3 separate regions of the Mus musculus genome follow, and all the other regions are linked to region 3. The links are chromatin contacts, called in public HiChIP or PLAC-seq and promoter capture Hi-C maps. All regions are on one chromosome and are shown on one strand. The core of a region is the stretch at or near the end of the contact, and the rest is flanking DNA. Distances in the headings are between cores, read along the strand shown.

What was found. HiChIP or PLAC-seq counts read pairs in DNA pulled down with a chosen protein or histone mark. Capture Hi-C pulls out chosen DNA fragments and counts their contacts.
Region 1: a contact with region 3 is called in an H3K27ac HiChIP or PLAC-seq map of bone marrow-derived dendritic cells, with 6 times the contacts expected there. The contact joins the promoter of Dennd4b here to the promoter of Etv3 in region 3. A contact is called at or near these places in 1 of 484 Hi-C or Micro-C datasets (CD4 T cells), 2 of 115 datasets of contacts at active chromatin or transcription factors (bone marrow-derived dendritic cells and thymic regulatory T cells) and 1 of 9 other capture datasets (liver).
Region 2: a contact with region 3 is called in a promoter capture Hi-C map of liver, with 4 times the contacts expected there. The contact joins the promoter of Chtop here to the promoter of Etv3 in region 3. A contact is called at or near these places in 2 of 484 Hi-C or Micro-C datasets (B cells and CD8 T cells), 2 of 115 datasets of contacts at active chromatin or transcription factors (bone marrow-derived dendritic cells and thymic regulatory T cells) and 1 of 9 other capture datasets (liver).

Annotation. Positions count from the first base shown.
Region 1 is chr3:90,263,960-90,267,476 of GRCm38.p6, forward strand. Dennd4b (DENN/MADD domain containing 4B) reads left to right here and starts at 1,276. Exons shown (of 28, transcript NM_001356483.1): 1 at 1,276-1,602; 2 at 3,454-3,517. The coding sequence starts at 3,477. It overlaps Crtc2 (CREB regulated transcription coactivator 2), which reads left to right. Exons shown (of 14, transcript NM_028881.3): 14 at 1-166.
Region 2 is chr3:90,507,968-90,511,583 of GRCm38.p6, forward strand. It overlaps Chtop (chromatin target of PRMT1), which reads right to left and starts at 1,531. Exons shown (of 6, transcript NM_001293776.1): 1 at 1,224-1,531. S100a1 (S100 calcium binding protein A1) reads right to left here. Exons shown (of 3, transcript NM_011309.3): 3 at 3,067-3,397. The coding sequence ends at 3,254.
Region 3 is chr3:87,524,004-87,527,761 of GRCm38.p6, forward strand. Etv3 (ets variant 3) reads left to right here and starts at 1,575. Exons shown (of 5, transcript NM_001083318.2): 1 at 1,575-1,656; 2 at 3,255-3,313. The coding sequence starts at 3,268.

The DNA of each region.
Region 1 (3,517 bases), core at 26-2,525, 2.7 Mb after region 3:
AAGCAAGGTGTAGAGGGAAATCTTGGAGAGAGGGCTTGTCCAGAAGGGATGGGCACTACCAGCCCCTCCCTATTTCTCTTCCCCTTGCAATGGAAGAGAGAGCCAGAATGGATATTATTTTTTATTAAATATATTATATGTTAATAAAAAATCCTATTAAACCTTTTGTGTGCTTGGCTATTTGGTACATGGCTGGGGACCTAAGGAGGTTTGGTGCCATAGGTTCTTTTGTGTTGCATTTTTGTTTGTTTGTTTTTTGACAGGATTTCTCTTACATAGGGCAGACTACCTAGAAGTCACACGTGCCCGTTGGCACCTTGGCTTCCTTAGTGCTAGGGCTACGGGTGTGCGTTAATCCTCTCAGAACTTTTGTGCTTGTGCGGAAGCACCATTCTCAGATTTAGGTCCCAAACTGGATGTATCCTAAAGCCTATACAGACTTCACCGAGGCAGCAGGAAGTCACCTTATGTGCCCTTGTTTGTTTAAGGCCCTGCCTGCTGCAGCATCAGGGGATGGGGCACCGTGACTAGCCTGACAAGTTACTCTTCTGAAGCCCTGGGTAAGGAGAGGCTGTTGTCCCAAGTCACAGTTGTTTCTGTTAGAAAATCCTCCCCTCTCCTGGAGGAGGCTATTGCCAGTGTTGATGCTTCTAGAGAGAAGTAAGCAGGCCTAGCTGGCTTACTTGGTTTATGTTTGGGGGACCTAAGCAATCTCATGTTCTGAGGACTGTATGTCGATTCATCCATTTCACTGCTCCATTTGGGTTTAACGCAATAGATCCTTGGGAGACAACCATGTTCCACGAAGGCTTTGTTAGACTTCACCCAGCATAGTGAAAGGAGTGCTACACCTCCACTATTCGGCTTCATGCCTTTCTTCCTCTTTTTCAATGTTCTTGTCATTTCTCGAAAGAAGAACTGAGAGTTTCTGGCTCTGGCCAGTGGGTTCTAAACGTGGAAGTGGGGAGTCACCTGGGTTTCCCAGGTCTAGGTCTTCAGGGCCTTCGCTGTGGCACAGTGGCCACATCTGACGGTAGGGCAGGACAGGAGCACCGACTCTGACTTCGGGGCCATCTGGGGTCAGTGTCTTGCTTTTTCCTCCGGGTGGTGGGAATCCGCTTGGTTGCAGGGGGCCCTCCCAGCCACCAGGGGTCGCACTGCAGGCGGCAGGGTGTTGGGCCGGCGCTAGCCAGGGTCACGGCCGCAGGCCCGGGTGTGTGGGGGGGGGCAGAATAGCGGAGGCGCCCGCGGCTCCTGGGGGGGTGGGGGGCGGGTATGAGTGGAGAAAGCAGGGCGCGTTGAAGAGCTTGGGGTCCCCAGCAACGTGGGAGCCGGGAGGACCGCGCGGCTGGAACTAGCGGTGTGGTGTGGCAGCAGTCCCCGCGTGGCGCAGCGCGCGGGGACGCTGGGACCGCCCAGATCTTCTTCCACCGTGCCCGGCGCCCTCGGCTGCTGCTTCTTCCTTCAGCCCGGGCGCGAGCGGCTCCTAAGTCGAGTGCGCCATGTCCGGGGCTGGATAGCAGCCCAGCCGCCCGCCGGCCCGCCAGCCCGCCCTCAGAGCCACCCGCCAGCGGGCCGGCTGGGGAGTCCCAGGGCAGGCAGGTAGGGGCCGGACCGGGCGGGGCGGCGGGCGGGTTAGGGCGGGCGGAGGGCGGGCGGCTCCAGGGACTGTCCCCAGCTGTTCTACGCTGCGCATCTGGTTCCGCTTCCTCCCTCCCAGAGAAGTGAAAGTGGAGGGGAGGGCGCAACCCAGAGCTAGCTAGCTGTGCTCGACATCCTACAACCTGGAGCTCCCGCGGGCGCTCAAGCCAGAGCACCCCTCCTTCCCGCCTGGGTCACGCGGCTGCTGGCGCTGCTGCCGTCACGTCCTCGGCAGTCCCCGCGCGCGCTTCTCTCGGCCCTCCGGCCTCTTGCTCAGCCACCTCCCCCGCGCCGCGCCCTCTGCCCTAGCCCCGACTTCCCGTCATTCGGCATGTGGGCGTTGGGACCCAAAGTGGCTCCAGTGCCGTTGTTTTCCCCCAAGGGAGAAGGGGCTGCATTCTATAGGACTCTTCCCTGGCTGGATAAGGGAAGGCCTGGACACACAAGTCCTGTTGATCCGGGACCACCCACTTGCCTATAGAGGGTCTCATCTAACGGCTTTTGCCTACTGTCTGGAGCACAGAACTACTATTGGCCTGCAGTGGATGAGAGAGTGAGCTGTGTCCTGGAGTTAAATCAGGAGGCTGACGCTGACTCCTGGCTTCACCTCTCAGATGTAGAGAAGCTCAAGCTAAATTTAGCTTGAGTTGGGGCATGTGTGTCCAGAGGCCAGGTTGAGAAGACAGTCGGTTTGGCTCTAGTTCTCTGAGGAAGAGCGGGAGGTTAAATAGACTGTGCATCCTGGAGACACTAAAAGCTTCCCTGCCTTGCACAGGACCCTTAGTGGGAGGTCTGCGTTGGTCTGATGCTGTGCTGGCACCTTAAACAGTACTATCCCCCCCGCCCCCCCAGCGATACCACACACCCATAGGCTGACTTATGCTGAGCTAGCGACAGCTTCCCCTTCGCAGCCATTTCAGGAAGTAGCCTCCCTTCCCCTCTGAAGCACTCTCTCAGCCTCTAGCCCCTTGCAAGCTACCCGCCAGGCTTCTTCCCACCTTCAGCACCCTGGGGCACCTCAGGACTCTTGGGGCTTCCACTCCCCAGGGTCAGGCCATGGAGGCAGGTGAGATAAGTTACCAATAGGCTGTTGTGGCCCCGATTCTGTCTTGGGCTGGGTGGCGCGGGCATGGCATGACTGGAGCTGACTCCTACAGTCCCTTTGTGCCTAACTACAGACACCTAAGGATCCTGGAGATGGGAAAGTCCTGGTTGCTTGGCCAACTAGGTAAAGTTAAGCTAGGGAAAAAAAAGGATACTTGAAATCTGATGAGCAGAAGCTAAATCTTGGGTTTTGTAAGCCTTCCTAGGCATCTGTAAAGTCTTCTAGAAATGAAAGGATGGGTGCTTTAAGAACATTAGCTGCATCGGAAGGTTCTTGTGGTGTTGCTACAAGAGCAGAGACCTTTGACAAAGCAAAAGTTGGTGTAATGTGGTAGCCAGAGTGAATGATGTCATTGCAGGCCATTACAGAAAATACTGTGTTCTCTGAGACGTAATTGTAGCGGGCAAGGAGAGGCAGGCCTTTAAAGGAATAGGTGAGGAATATGTCAGTTGTGTGTTGTAGAGTGGAGTTTGGGTTCTTTGGGAAAAAAGGGCTGATGTCACTAAGAAGGAAGGACCTAGTGGTCTCTAAGGAGCTGTGGTGGAATATGAGAGTTTGGTGATGTCACAGGTGGAAGAATTCAAGATTGGCTGATCATTTATCCTTTCCTTAGAAGAACTAGGAAGAAGAAGGGGGGGTGTCCACTATCGTTGCCATGGGAACATTATCCTCTCTTGCTCCATCTCTTCCTCGATTGACCATTCCAGATGCAGTGAGTGAAGCAGAGGCCATGGCAGAGGAGCGGCCTCCCCGGTTGGTGGATTACTTTGT
Region 2 (3,616 bases), core at 281-2,780, 3.0 Mb after region 3:
AAATAGCAGAATGAGATGTAGCCAAAGCCTAGGAGTTTGGCTTTCAATAGTTCTTCTCAGCCTGGACTGTATGTGACTTAGCTGAGGAATGTTTGAAAAAAAAAAAAAAAAGAAAAAGTCCCTCCCAAACTAAACTAAATTCTTGATGCCTGGATCCAGACCAATTAAAGTACAATCTGGCCATGAGGATGGGGTACAGCAACTGGGATTGGGGGTGCTACCCAGGTACATCTTACATGTCTATAGAAAGTTGAGGGTCATGGATCTAGAGAAATGGAGGAGCTGGGAATATAGCTCCTCAGTAGAGTGCTTGTTTAGCACTGATGAAGCCCTGGGAAGTTCAATTCCCAGCAGCAACAGGGGAGTGGTGTAACAGTCTGAGGCTGTAACGGGTTACATTGTCACACTGTGAGGACCGGACTCTCATACACCCAAAATAAAAAGAAAAGCCTAGTTTCAAAATCGATTCTCAACTCCAAATGCAGGTGGAGCTCTAGTTAGACATGGCAGGGGAAAGACAGAAGAGGTTTTCTAAATGGGTATTCAATCTGAGAGCTCTGTTAAGAGCACACCACAATATTTTAACTGTAGTGGCATATACTGGGGAGGGGCTGAGGCAAGGGGGTCACAAGCTCAAGGCGAGCCCGGGTGATTTGACAGACCCTGTTTCAAACTAAGATTATTATTATTTTTAAAGCTGGAGATGTTAACTCGGGGCGCTAGTTTAGCCAAAGTACGATTTTGGGTTCAACTTCGGTGCCGCAAAAAAAAAAAAAAAAAAAAAAAAAAGAATCAAAATCGAACACCCAGAGCCGCCGCTAATTCCTGTACTCCTCATTTGACCTCCACCTCGAAGCCTCTCAGGACTCCAACTTTGATCAGGCGACTATTTCCGTGGTTATCCCCATCAAACGCTATTCTGGGGCGAGGCTTTGGCTCCGATGGAGGACGCTTATCTAGGTAAGCAAGACACTGGATTTGAGGCCAAACCACTACGACCAGCACCACCAGCACCAGCACCTGCACCAGACACGCCAACCACAAGCAGCACCCGCACGGCTAGCGGCCCAGCTCGCTGGCCGCGGTTCCGGCTTAGCCTCCGCCTCCCGGCTCCGCCCCCTCCCCGGCCTCTGCGCACCTCAGCCCGGTCCACACCTGCCACCCACGCCACCGGGCCCCGGACCCCGCGCCCCTCCACCTCTGCCCTCTCCACAGAAACTCACCGAAGGAGATGGACGCCAGCGCTCCTCCCGGGGTTGCCACCACGGCTGCGGCGGGCGGCCCGGAGGCCGGCCTAACCTGAGCTGACGGCGGGCCGCTCGGGTTAACTAGCTGGGCGGTTGGCTTAGATGCTTAAACGGTAGGATGTGAGGCTTCCTCGTTGTGGGTTGAGTATCTAGCTGACCGATCCTCCCGCTCGTCAAGCCTGCCCTTTCCTGCCTTTCGTCTGGGCCCCCAGAGCCGGCGCCGCCAACTCCCGCTTGGTGTCCAAAACAAAATGGCCGCCGGGCCCACCAGTGCAGCGTGACCGGCTAAAATGGCGCCGACGGGCTTGCGTCAGTGCGCGCGCAACTAGGGGCGTGGCAACATGGTCCTTTGGCCTAGCGCAAGAATCGCAGCGAATCCCCACTGACTTTGGCAAAGATCCCTTAAGTTACGTGTAGTGCTCCGCCTTCGGGGGCGTGGCCAGTGGCCGTAATCGCTAAGTACCTCTAGACTACCTTCTGGACAAGTTTATGCCCCACTTTGGTGGGATTTTTGGCTTGCAAATAGCAGCTTAGATTGGCAACAGTGTTTGTATCCTTTTATTTCCCATTCCCAAGCTAAAGACAACTGTAAAAAGTCTTTATTAGGACCTTGAGACCTGGCTAATTTGCTCAGGCCCTCAAACCTATTTGTAGAGTTTCTGTTTCTTTTTGAGGCAGGCTTCCTTTGTGTAGACCAGACTGGCTTCGAACTCACAAAGATCCACCTCCTGACCCCCCCTAACCCCGCCCCTCCCAGTACTGGGATTTAAGACCCACACTGGACTCATCTACATCCTTTTATAGGGACTGCCTCTAGAAGATGTGGCTAGTTTTAGGGTGGGTCTTTTTACCTCAAGTAATCCAATAAAGCAAATCTGTATCCCCACTTATGTATCCCTAGTTCTTACATAATGTCTAGCAATGATGAGGCATCAATAAACACTGAATGAAGCTTGGGAAAAAGTTCTTCTAGTAGTTTTTTGGTTTTGTTTTCTGGTTTTGTTTTTTTGTTGTTGTTTTTTTTTTTTTTTTTTTTTCCGAGACAGGGTTTCTCTGTGTAGCCTTGGATGTCCTGGAACTCACTCTGTTGACCAGGCTGGCCTTGAACTCAGAAATCTGCCTGCCTCTGCCTCCCGAGTGCTGGGATTAAAGGCGTGTGTCACCACTGCCTCTGGTAGTTTTTTTGAGACAGAGTCTCTATAATGTAGTTCTGGCTGTTCTAGAATTCTCTATACAGACCAGGCTGGGCTTGGACTCACAGAGATCCTCCTGCCTTTTACGTCCCAGGTGCTGAGCTGGTGTTAACTATGGTACGTGCCACCATTTCTAGCTTTCTTCAGATTTTTTAAAAAAGATTTATTTATTTATTATATGTAAGTACACTGTAGATGTCTTCAGACACACTAGAAGAGGGCACCAGATCTCGTTACGGATGGTTGTGAGCCACCATGTGGTTGCTGGGATTTGAACTCCGGACCTTTGGAAGAGCAGTCAGGTACTCTTACCCACTCAGCCATCTCACCAGCCCCACATTTTTTGATGGCTTGTTTATTTCTGTTTCTGGCTATGTAGTATGGGCTGGCTTGGAACTCAAAATCTTCCTGCCTCATCCTTCAAGTCCTGGTATTACCAATTACTCATACAAATCCTTGAGAAGCCAATGACACTTGGATTCCAGCTAAAATTTTCGGACCCCTACATTTCTGGGTTTTGAGTGTTCCTTAAATAAGGAACTAATGTAAACTTGACAAGATAAGGTGTTGGGAGTGAGCACCCCTTACTTCACACATAGCCATGCCCAGAGGGTACAGACATTGATAGCTGGTGAGAGAGAAGGCTTTATTAAAACAAGTGGCAGATCTGGACTGCCACTCTTGTGCCCTTGGTGCACGTCGAGACTGGGCAAGGATGGGGACATAGGGAGGTACAGGTGGGGTGAGGAGCAAGCACGCTAAAGGGGAAATCTTGACAAGTGGGAGAGGAAGGGCACTGCTCACAGACTGTGCTCAACTGGTCTCCCAGAAGAAGTTGTTACAAGCCACTGTGAGAGCAGCCACCAGCACAACATACTCCTTGAAGTCCACTTCCCCATCTCCGTTTTCATCCAGTTCCTTCATTACCTTGTCCACAGCATCTGCATCCTTCTGGACCTGTAGAAGGGGATGGAAGTGTTTATCACTAAGTCAGAGCCACCATGGTGGTGGAGGAGGAGGTGGAAATGAGCAAGTGAGAGAATGATATTTAATTATGGGAGTCTTCTACAACCTTAAAGACTGGTGAGTTAAGAACTGGTGACCTGGGACTGGTGAGATGGCTCAGTGGGTAAGAGTACCCGACTGCTCTTCCAAAGGTCCGGAGTTCAAATCCCA
Region 3 (3,758 bases), core at 325-2,824:
AAGTACTTATTGTAATCTCCTACGCAATAAGATACTACTAAACATCTAAAGGTGTCCACGGGAATACTCCAAAAATACTACATTCAAACAGAAGAGGAAGTGACAGTGACTACTTAACCGAGGTAACAAAGCCCATCAGTAGTTGAAGGCAAGAGGACTAAAATGTTATGTTCATTTCGCTCGGTGGTTCTCAGCCTTCCTAATGCTGTGACCCTTTAATACAGTTCCTCATGTTGTGGTGACCCCAACCATAAAATTATTTCCGTTCCTACTTCATAACTGTAATTTTGCTACTGTTATGAATTGCAATGTAAATAGGTTTAGACATAGGGGCTTACTAAAGGGGGTCAACCCACAGGTCGAGAACTGCTGATTCGGCTAAACCCTAGCATTTGTTCTGTAGACCCAAACATAGAAAATGGTGTTCTAGACTGGACAGAAGATGGAAACCATTATAAAGCAATTTCTATGCTCAGAGTGCTCATATTTCTAATCCTCTCAATGGTATTTAAATTTTGTTCATTTTACTGACTTTCAAACTAGAAGGGGCGGGAAAACTAGACCTCACCAACACTAGTCCTTCCTTTTTAAGCAGGTAAGGTAACCTTAGGCCATACTGAGTACTGAACTTATCTCAAGACCTCAAGAACTATCAATTATTAGTCTTGCATTGTGACACATATCTTTAATCCCAACAAGTGTGAGGCAGAGGCAGGCAGATCTCTGTGAGTTCGAGGCCAACCTGGGTCTCTACATAGTGCTTTCTAGGGCAGTCAGAGATACATTGTCAAGACCTCTGGCAAAACAAACAAAACAGTAGTAGAAGCCAGAAGGCCAGTTGTGGTAGTATATACCTATAATCCTACACACACAAGTACAGCATGAGATAATTACAAATTCATTGGCCAGTCTGGGAAGGGAGGTGCTAATAGGCATATCCAAAGCTAGAAGCCAACCTTTGATACAAATCATGGTAAGACTTCCATGTTCTGTGTCGTTCCCAGGAGGGAAAGGTTGTGATTGCATAAAGTTGTTGCTACGCACTCGTGCACTCGATGAAGACTTCAATTCTGCCTCTCATCTTCGCCTTCCCCCACTTTTCACCACTTTTCACTCTCATCCACTTAACCTTTACTGGTCCCAACACTGCCTCTGGAGGGAAACTAGGGCTGGGAACCATTTGGAATTACGGAAGCTGATTTCACATCCCTTATCACTAACTCTTGAACAAAATTTGTCTGGGACAAAATTGTAATTGCTTAATCGGGAACAAAAGGCAAAGGGAAAGGGAGGGGGGAGCGGTGTTTGAATGGCAAAGTCGTGCACGCTGTAACACTTGGACGAGGCAGATCAGGACTAAAAATGGAACAGTGCAAGGCAAGGCCAACTTCGCACGTGCCTCTGAAGCTCCTGTGCTCCTGTCAGCGCGGAAGAGCCTTCCTTCTGCAGAGGGTTCCAGCCCCGCGGCCTCCGAGCCACGGAGGGGCACCGGTACCTTCTGGGCGGAAGCCGTGCCGCTCACGACACCGCCCCCTCCCACCCTGGCCCAGAGTGGAAGTGACGAAAGCCGCCGCGGAGTCACTTCCTTCTGGGTGGATGAGGAGGAGCCCGAGCTGCCGCGGAGGAGCCCGAGTGGAGACGGACGGCGCCGGAGAGGTGAGACTGGTGGCGTCGGCGGTCGCGGCCCGCGCGGGCAGGACGGAAGGGACGCGGATGAGGGCGGCCGTGGAAGCCGCTGCGGACCAGCGGGAGCGGCGAGCCCCGCCGCAGGCCGGGAGGGTGACCGAGCGCCCTGGGGGAGTCGCGAACACCTGCAGACGCGCCTGCGGGCTCCGAGGGGCTGGATGGGCACATCGGGGGCCGGAGGATCGAGGAGAGGGTGCCCGGCTCGGGCGTCGGCCAGCGCGAGCCCACGGACACCAGGCTGAAGGGTGTTCTGGAGCAGGGAAAGGGCCCTGCGATCCGACAGCGCAGGGTAGGAGTTAGTCCCGGACAGTGTCCCAGAGCCTTGGAGAAATCGGTGTCTCTTCAACCCCATCATCACGGAAATGGGAGAGGAAGCTCTGCCCAGCCCTGGTGCCTTGTTACTTGTGTATATCCTGTGTGTGCCACTGTCTGTCTGTTGCCTCTTTCCTTGAGCCATTTGTCAGCTCCTGGATCCCGAGGGTTGTCATGGACTGAAACTTACTGTTCTCCTTAGTGTATTTGTCGTCAACGAAAATGCAGAACACCTAGAGGAATTCTAGGTTAGATGAAATTTCCAAGATTAGGAATTTGTCCCACCCCACCCTGGGGCCTCTGAAGCACCTGCAGTTGCTCCAGACCTGCTCTGGTTGGTGCCGGGGGCTGTCCACCCTGCAGGGTAATGAGAGTAAGTCAGGTCTCTCCTCCTCCGTCATTCCCGGTCAGTTTCACCCTCTCCTCCTATTCGCTGAAGGACTGACACAAAGCTGTCTGCTGCTGGGAACGGGAAATTTATTGAGGAACTATAAATCTGCATGGAATGAATTCAGATCCTAGCAAGATGCCTTCCTCCACCGGCCAGGCGATCTGAAGTACCTACTTTACCCTTTTTATTTCCCTGTTAAGTAGATGGCATAACATTTTTTTTCACAAAATTTTAGGAAAGTGACATGTTTCTTGTATGGAGTGGCTGTACACAGGACATGTTTACTTTCTGTATCTCAGAATACTGTTGGAAGGTGAGCCCAGTTTCTGACTGGAAGATGTCCTTCTCACACAATTCAAGAAATACGTAGGATCGGATGTTCCTTTTTGAATAGGGGATTTGGATTTTTTTTTTTCTCCCACTTCTTAAGTTGGTGTGTCTGGGTGAATTCAGGCTTGTGTATCTTGGCATCTGGGCTTGTCTACCAACAGAAAACAAACTGTGTGGCTTGCTTTTGCTGCCGTTTTGGACTTCTTTCACTGTTCCCTTCCCTCTCTTATGTCGGAGGGTCGGTTGGTCACAAGGAAGAAAGCAGATATTAAGGACAGTGTTTACACTTTGCGGCTAAGGTCAGGTGAGAGATAATTATGGCTTTTGAGGTGGATGACCCAAGGACCATCATTTGAGGACATGAGGATTACTAGTTTAGAGGTGACATGTTTGAAAGGTTAAAGAAGGCTTTGAAACGAAGTAAAGGCAACAAGAAGGATGTTGGGGGGGGGGAACTGTGACCCTCCCCCCCAAAAAAGCCTTAATTAGATAATTCATAACATCTCAAAATAGTAGTGTGACTTGTCTCTCTCAGCAGGAGGGCGAAAATGAAAGCAGGCTGTAGCATCGTGGAAAAGCCAGAAGGAGGTGGAGGTGAGCAGAAGTTCGTCATCGTCGCTGATAGATCTGGAATGTCCCTTGGTGCTTCCTGTTCTCCCTACTTGGGCTTAGTTGACAAATGCTAGACCACGACCGAAGGTCTCACAGCTGTCTAGATCTTGGTAGAGTGGCTGTAGGCCTGTTTCCTATGAATAAGCATATAGCTTTCGCACCCTACACACGTTTACTGCACGTTTTCGTGTCTGGGGATAAGGTGCCTTCTGCCATATGTCCCTAAAACATTAGTTTATCTTTCTTCTTTGTTCCTTTTTGACCTATCGTGTCAAATAGGTAATCTACATGGAAAGGTCACGAATTAGGGTATATAGGCACTGCTGCCCAACTTGTGTTAGATATCAGTGATTGCCACAAGTATGGGTAATTTCTCCATCCTTTCCTCTCCTCTTCGTGCTGAGCCTAGCTGACTGGAAGGGTGTGT